Regions from separate parts of the Sus scrofa genome. Here region 1 is linked to region 2. A link is a contact called in public promoter capture Hi-C data. All regions are on one chromosome and are shown on one strand. The core of a region is the stretch at or near the end of the contact, and the rest is flanking DNA. Distances in the headings are between cores, read along the strand shown.

The links. Promoter capture Hi-C pulls out the DNA fragments that hold promoters and counts their contacts.
Region 1: a contact with region 2 is called in a promoter capture Hi-C map of fetal liver, with 1.9 times the contacts expected there. A contact is called at or near these places in 2 of 5 promoter capture datasets (fetal liver and liver), 15 of 47 Hi-C or Micro-C datasets (brain, embryonic fibroblasts, epiblast stem cells and 8 more) and 2 of 2 datasets of targeted methods (alveolar macrophages and skeletal muscle).

The regions. Positions count from the first base shown.
Region 1 is chr5:70,123,416-70,127,530 of Sscrofa11.1, forward strand. All of the region lies in intron 2 of MICAL3 (F-actin-methionine sulfoxide oxidase MICAL3), which reads right to left. Among named protein-coding and RNA genes, the nearest start is that of MICAL3, 7.5 kb to the right of the region's middle.
Region 2 is chr5:70,051,843-70,055,994 of Sscrofa11.1, forward strand. All of the region lies in intron 2 of MICAL3 (F-actin-methionine sulfoxide oxidase MICAL3), which reads right to left. Among named protein-coding and RNA genes, the nearest start is that of MICAL3, 79 kb to the right of the region's middle.

The sequences.
Region 1 (4,115 bases), core at 501-3,000, 71 kb after region 2:
AGGGATCCCAGCCCCTTGGGGCTCCTCCTCCTGATCTCGTACTCCTCCCTTCCACTAGCCACCTGGAGGACCCAGATTCAGTGCTTCTTTCACAGCCTCCTCTTTCAGCCCCTCTCGTTTCCACTCTCTCTTCCACCCCACGACTCTCCTCAACCCTTTCTCCTCTGCTGCCAGCTCCAGGGGCTTCGGTCTTCCCAGTGAAGGAGGCGCTAAGCACTCCATGCCCCCTGATAGAAAGCTGGTGCTCTGTCCTCCAGAATTCGGGCCAGCACCTCATTGTGGGCATCCTGAGGGCACCCTTCACCTGTGCACCTTTCACATATGACACGATGTAAAGGGGGCCCTTGGGAGTCACCCGGATTTCAACACGGAACTCAAAGCCTTCAGAGTAGCAAGTCTTTTAAGAGGAAAATGTTGGCCCCTGGAGAAGACTAGGTTCTTGACTGGACACTGGAGCCTGTGAACAGCATCCCCATTACTGAGCTCCAGGACCTTCCCTGCTCCAGCCTCCCACCCGCTGCCCCCGTGGGACCACACCTGCGGCAGGTTAATGATCTGGGCATGCCAGGTGTCGTCCTTGCTCCTGTTCGACGACGGATGCTCAGCCTCCCATTCTGCTGGGGAGCCTCCCCTGTGCAGCCAGCTCAGGGGCATCGCTCCTCTCCTTCCCAAATTCCTTTAGAGTCTGTTGCCCTCGTCCAGCACTTTACAGCACATGACATCAAACCACCGCCCAACAACAGTGCTTTGGTTGGGACTGGAATGAAATGCTGGCTTCTCATCCTTAGCCGGCTCTGCGTGACCCCTCCGGGCCTGGTTCTGTGACTAGCTTCCTCCTCTCCTGCCCTCCTCTGGCCCCTTTGGCCCCCCGCCTGTGCTCAACTCACTACTTTCACGTCCACCTCCCAGCCCTGCACCTGCTGTTCCCTCTGCTTGGAGGACGCAACCCCAGATACCCAGGGCAACCAGAACGTCAATCTACCTGAGAAGGAGCTTCCTCCCCATCAGAGTCCAAGTGCCTGGCACATGGCAGCAGCCGGGTGACAGCGCTTGATGGAAAGCATTAATAACACACTGCTTAAGTGCCTGCCCCTCCCCCACCTTGTCATAAGTGTCCTGAGGACAGAGATCTGGTCCGGGCGATGTATCTCCTCCACAGTGTCCAGCCCACATGTTCCAGCAGAGGTGCTTTCATCAATGTTTGTTGACAGAGTGAAGACAGAACAGGAGAGAGACCTCTCATGCTTTTCCTGCCAGGTGGGCTCAGCAGCCTCTGTGGCAGAAAGGGTAACCCTTGTCCTCCTGGCTCTCCTTCTGCCTGGCTGCCAGCCCTGCCCCTGGAGTGCTGCTCCCATGGCTAAAGAGCTGTTTTCCACTCAGATTCCTTTCCCACTGCTGCCAACATCACTTTCTGAACTGGTCGGACTCAGAGAGGGTGTGTGACCGCCTAGGGCTGCAGCCCCCATCAGCACACATCCAACCTCAGGGTGAGAACAGGGCTCTGTTGAGCTACATGCTTGATTTCAGGGTGAGAGCTTCCAGAAAGATTTATTAGAGACCATGACTGTGGCTGCTGTATTTCAAAGCCCAGGCAGACGTTTAGGTGACAGAGTTAAATGTTCCAAACTTACCTCATCCTCCCTCCCTCTCTGCAGGGTGAACGCTGGGTTCCTCTCCCCAAGCCCAGTCCTTCTCCATATTTGGGAATCTGGACTGTGCACGGGGAGCACAGCCGTCCCCTCCCGGTGTCTGCTGGGAGCTGTAGTTCCTGAGCGGTGGCCAGCAAGGGGGCTGTCCTTTCTCAGGAGGACGTGTGGAAGCAGTGGGTGGGAGGCGCGCCTTCTATTTTTGAGTCTCTGGGGGCTGGCTCTGAGCACAGTAGCACCCACCTGCAAATGGGGAGCATTATCTCTCTTTTCCTACCTGCCAGATTGTTTACTGGGTGGGGTAATTAGCCAGCACTCAGTAAATGCTTTGAGCTCGGTCCAGCAAGGAGTGCTTTATAAATAAAAATTGTTATCTTTAAAGAGGAAAATATTAATTTTGATCACCTAATTGCCTTCACAAACCAACCCTTTGCCTACACGCCAGAAAAGATGCTGCGTTTAATTCCTGGTATGTGCCTTTCACCCACCCTGCATTTAAGTGGTTCCTCTGCATCTCATTCCATTTTGTTTCATCATCTCTAGTTTCATACCCCCAAGAATAAAGGCACTCTCTCCCTCCTCTCTGAAAGGAATGGATGAGACAGACCAATTCTGCCCTGTCCCCAAAGTACAAGAAAGTTACAAGAAGGGATAGTTTGGGTCTGCTTTGAGCTCCACGACTTGCGCCTGGTGTGGCCACGAGCTCACTCTCTGCCGACCTTTGCTCCCTTTGAAGAAGGGATAGGGTTTCAGAGCAGCAGGAAAGATCTTAGTAAGAACCCTCTTCTCTAGAGAGAAGAGCTCTGTAAGAGGAAAGGGACAGGTGCCTGGTGGTGGGAGCAGCGGCTCAGAATCAAATGGTTAGAATCCTGGCTCTAGATCTTTGGGCAAATCACTCACCCTCTGACCTTGGTCTCCTCATCTCTGAAGTGGAGATGACAAAATGGTCAGAGTTTTGTCAGGTGCCTCACCAGGGGCTGTGAGGTCAGGCACTTCTAGACCAGAATCCCTCCAGGGTTTGCAGTGGACGTGTGATCAAGTCTACTTGGCTTCTCTGAACTGCAGGCATATTCTCTCTAGGGTGGGGAAGGTGAGGCTACGAGAGCAGGCAGTGGTCCTGGCGCTGCTGCTTCTCAGTAAACGTGGCTGTCAGGGCCTTTGTATGTGCCATGGCGACTCTCAGTGCGCTAGCATCACACTGTGACTGCTTGTCTCACTTTTCATCATCTCGCTCTGTGACAACTACAATGATGTAGAGGCGCTTTCTAGGCTGTAAAGTACGACAGTTTGTACCCTAACTATGAGGGGTGATTAGAACTGAGCACAGAGAGAAGAGAACTGCACACCCTGCCACCCCACCCCCAACCCTGACCCCGAACCCAGAGGTCTCCTCCAGGACTCAGGTTACGTGGGATCAAGGAGGTCAACTGCTTTTTACTGCAAAGAGCTAGAAACATGCAGGTTGTCAGTAGTAAGAGCAGGATGACTTAGTCCTGTGTTGTAGATGTGACACACCGTACTTGGGTCACAGGCCATGCAAACATGCCTCACTACCCACGCATGCTGGTTTCTGAGGGAGGGCAGTGCTCAAGAGGGCAGAGTGTCATTTACAGATGGTGGGACCTCAGGTGATTCTTACTCTCTTGTACTTTTTGGTCTTGTTTGAATTATTTTTACTCTGGGTATGAATCATTGTAACTAAAACAGGAGCAGACACTAAACAATCAGATCAGGTTTTGTAAAACACCAGGAGAACGTTTTTGGAGGCACGGAAAATGGAAAATCATAATGACAGAGGCCTGTGCAGGGAAGTCAGAGGGGAATGGAGTCCTCCGAGACAGCCCTAGAGAGAGAAGAAGCGACGCTTTCATCTATTTCCCCACTGGGCTGTGACTGCATGGTGGCTTCCACCATCGCCAGGGTACACTGAGGTTCCAGGTTTGCTGTGGTGACACATGGTTCCTACGTTTCCACCTCTCTTCTCTTGGGTCCCTCGGACGGGCTGTCAGAGAGGGGAACATGGACTTACCCCTCATTTCTGCTCCCCAGGTCACTGCCTTTTGCCATGAGGGCTTCAGGGAAGGGTGTGGTGTGCTTACCTGTCATCTCCTCCCACTGTCCCACTACAGTTCTGGACCAGATGCACAAAGAACAAACTTTTGGAGTTCCCATTGTGGCTCAGTGGATTAAGAACCTGACGAGTATCCATGAGGCTGCAGGTTCAATCCCTGGCCTCACTCAGTGGGTTAAGGATCCGGCATTGCCGTGAGCTGTGGTGTAGGTCTCAAACGCAGCTCGGATCTCATGTCACTGCGGCTGTGACACAGGCCAGTATCTACAGCTCCACTTTGACTCCTAGCCTTGGACCTTCCATATGCCTTGGGTGCAGCCCTAAAAAGACGAAAAAAAAAAAAAAAAAAAAAAGAACAAACTCACTTCCCAGTGGGATGCAGAATAGGAGGGTGATGA
Region 2 (4,152 bases), core at 994-3,493:
TCTAGAGTAGCAGCAAAGAGATCCTGTTTGGAAATATACAAACATTCCTGAAACAATAGCATGGGGGTAAATTCTAGAAATTCTCAGTCTATGTACAAAATTAATAAGACTGAATGGAGAAAAAAATAATTTGCTCATTGGTATAAATTTCCTTACCACTCCATGTCGGGGCTCCCTGCCCAGTTCAGTCACTAATCACAACACACTACAGTTTTCTGCATCTATGTTGCCCTCACCCTCCACCTTGCAGGCAGACCTCACCTTATTGTCTGACACTTGCCTTAAATATAAGTTACTCAATAAACGTGTGCTGAGAGAAAGCCCTAATATGAAGCCAAAGCTCTCAGTTTCTGGCCCCTCTGCCCCTGGCCCTCTGAGGGTGGTGAAGACCAGGAGTCTCTGGTCCCAGGGAGTCCTGAGAGCCCAAGCATGCTGCCATTTCACGAATTTCTCTCCCCTACCCCATACTGTCTTTTCTTCCTTGCTTCCTCTTCTTTTTGCTCCCTCAACATGTCAGCTTACAGCGAGGTGATTAAACGCACAGAATTTGGAGTCATCCAGCCTCTGAAACTTATTTAAGGTCAAGGACCTTAACCTCTCTGTAACGATCCTCCCTGGTGTGAAGCAGGAAACTAGTGCACAAAAAGCACTTGGCATTGTATCTGGCTCACAGCAACGCTAAGTGACAGCCATTCCTACCTAAGCACCCACAGTACCCACTTGCCTAAAGGTGCTGAAAATGCCAAAGGCAGAAGGTTGATTTTTTTCCTAACTCTGAAAGTCTGGTTTTAAGAAAAGCCCGTCTACTTTGGAAACAAACTGAAACATGTCCATGTCACTAGTTAAAATACTTCCCTTTCCTTTTCCACAGGGAAAAAAATGACTCTAACCAGTCATGACCAAACTGGGTAAAAGGTTCTGTTCCAAACAGTGGTTAGGATCACACACTAGTTCAACTTTTAAAAAAACCAAAAGAATAAAATAAAAAGCATCCAGGAGTTCTCTTGTGGTGCAGTGGGTTAAGTATCCGGCCTTGTCACTGCAGTGGCTCAGGTTGCTGCCGTGGTTCGGGTACAGTCCCTAGCCTGGGAACTTCCACATGCCATGGGCCTGGTCAAAAAAAAAATTTTTTTTTAATAAAAATCATCCATAAAGTAGTTGAGCTAGGGCAATGATAGGATTTGCATGAGTTCTGGGTTGGGGGGATTAGAAGCTCATGCCAGGCAAAAAAGTAGAGGAGGAAAGGAGAAGAGCTTCCTCAGCTTTTCATGAAGCAAACCTTTCCAGATCACGTGGTCCAGCCCCTAGGCCCCCAAAGACTCTTACTCTGTCCTAAGTGTCCCTTCTGGGAAGTCCGCCTCTGAAAACTCCAAAATATTTCCTCTGACTCTGTCCTAGTTTTATAAGAATACACAAGTTAACTAAATGCATCTCTCCTGCAGCTGTTCAAAAAGATAACTCAAAAGTGAAGGGAGAAACAATGTGAAACTGTGGACCGAAGGGTGGAAGAGAAGGGCTGACCCCCAAGGATAACCTTGATAGGGGCAAATTCACCCAAGCCAGCTGTCCTTGACTGGTCTGTGAGAGCACAACTCCAGAACCAAATGCCTGAGTCTGAAGCCTGACTCCATAGTTTCTAATGGAGGAGTCACCAAGCTCTGGGTGCCTCAGCTTCCTTCCGCAGGAAACAAGGACCATCACAGCACCTACCCCTCAGGCTGCTGTGATGGCCTCTTGCCTTCAGGCATGCGGTCACTAAGAACAGGGCCAGGAGCACCACCAACTGTCTCTACACCTTACTGCTGACATCATTACCATACTACTCTCCCCGCTTCTTCTCCTCTTCTACACACAAATCCACGGATTCTCAATCACAAGGCAGCTTGGTGATGGAGGTGGGTGAAGGAAGGAGCAGACAGGATGGAGTATAGTTGGGACCTTGATAAGTTGGCTTTGTTACTTTGTCAGCAGCCAGGCAGCTGGAGTTGAAGGTTTGTTGTCACAATGCAGGGGGGGGTGGTGGCAGGGACTAGGAGTGTAAGCACAGCCCATCCTTCTCAGTCTTCCCTCTGGGCTGCCCTGACCCCCCTCTCTTCCCAAGCTCCAATACTGACAAAAGGACTCAACCCTCCCTCATACTTTGCTTACATCAACAACAGAAAAGAGGCAGGGCAAGAGACAGGACAAAGCTGGGACCCACCAAAGTTTCACTTTGCCTTTCATATGACAGTAAAGAAAAATCAATAAAAGCTACCAGTTAACCACTGGCCCAAGCACTGCTCCTCTCCCTCCAGAGTTAGCCAGACCGTATCCTTCACGAGATACACGATTAAATAGAGCTCTGCATCTAATGAGGTTCGTTCACACATACACCTACTCTAGCTTGCTCTTTCCTCCTCTGTGACAGACACCCACAGAGGAGGCACTGCAGAGGGATGCAGGGTGAAGAAGCTGTTCCTGCCGAGGAACTGACCCCTCAGCAGAAGCCCCTGCCCTTCCTCTTCCACCTCTCACCAAGGTACAAACAATCCTCCTTTTCCCTTCTCTAATCTGATTATCACCACTTCCTTCTCTTAAGTTGCGGCAATTTTCTCTCCCCTGTGAAACCCTGTCACTGAACAAAAAGTTGGTGAACTGCAGGGTTTAAAGGATAGTTTCCCTGTCCTCCCCCTCCAGTTTCTTGAAAACGATGACGCTAAGCCTTTACACCTGAAGACAGCTGAAGCCCAACGCCAAGGAAACAGCGAGCCACACGTGGCTAAGCCCCACGGGGCAGGGATGCATTCCGAAAAGTAGAATCAAAGATGACAGAATGCGAGGCTGAAGGGAAGGGGAAGTCCACAGAGAGTTTAGGTAAATTTCCAAACAATGTCCCCACCATTTGCACAATGTACCACATTATTTGTGGAAGCTAAAGACCAAAAAGGAGTCAGATTTTCAACTGTGCTATCTAAAGTAGAAACTGAGAGCCTTATTTACCGCAGAGATTTCAGCACAAGTGCCATGCCTCCAGGTTTACAATTTCAACCTGCAGCTTAAGTTAAAAAGCCTGGGGTCCAAAAAAAAAAAGCCTAGGTACTAAAGGGGTCCCCTGAATTAGAATATCACAAATTCCGTCTGTCCACGACCGTTTTGGTTCTGTCCCTATTCTCCCCATCTGGTCTCATTACATACTTCACACTCTCCAAATATAGTTATTTTTTCAGCTCTATTTTTCCCACTAAAGTAATAACCTGGCTAAAGAATGCTTCTGGCCCAGTTAAAGTCCAGAATTCCTACTAATCTATTTCAATGAAAAATAAAGCCCCTGTACAACCACAGCCCATGAGACCCAGGGAGGCATTAGCAACAGGTATTAGGACTTTGACATCTGCTCCCCTATCTCCACTAAAGCATGGAGGTTAGGAGCACACACTTCAGAGCCAGCCCGGCTCTGAGTACCAGCCCAGCTGTCTGTCACTGTCTTGGCCTGGGTCTCACCAAACCCTAGTTCGTCATTTGTAAAATCAGGGAAAATTCTAAGTCCTACCTTGTACACTGTCGTGGGAAATAAAGGAGGAGATGCACATGAGGCGCCTGGCTCAGGTCCCCACACATAGGCACCAATAAATGTTAGCTAGCCTTAGCTGTCTAGTCATCTCAAAAAGCACAACAGGGAGTTCTCTTGGGGCACAGCAGGTTAAGGATTCTGCATTGTCACTGCAGCAGCTGGGGTTGCTGCTGTGGCACAGTTCAATCCGTGGCCGGGGAACTTCCATATGCCTCAGGTGTGGCCAAAACAAAATAAGTTAAAAAGTAAATAGTCTAGTATCTTTAGGTCCTTCAGGTTCCAAAAAAGAGGATTTCTTCCCCTACAAATAATCTAATATCTTGAAATCCTTCAGATTCCAAAAAAGAGGACTTCTTCCCCTATTAGTGAAATTTCATGAGAAAGAAAACTCAATTGAAGTTCCAACTCAGGCACCATGTCCCAACTTAGAACAAATCACATCACCCCTATTTCTTCATCCATAAAGTGGGAAAAGCGTACGGCACTAAACTTGGATGACCTCAGAGACAAGTAAGAATCAATGAGATAATAGGCAATTAAAAAGCTTTCACTTCTTCAAAGAAAAAGCAATAAGTAAATCCAGAACACAATTATTGTTAAAA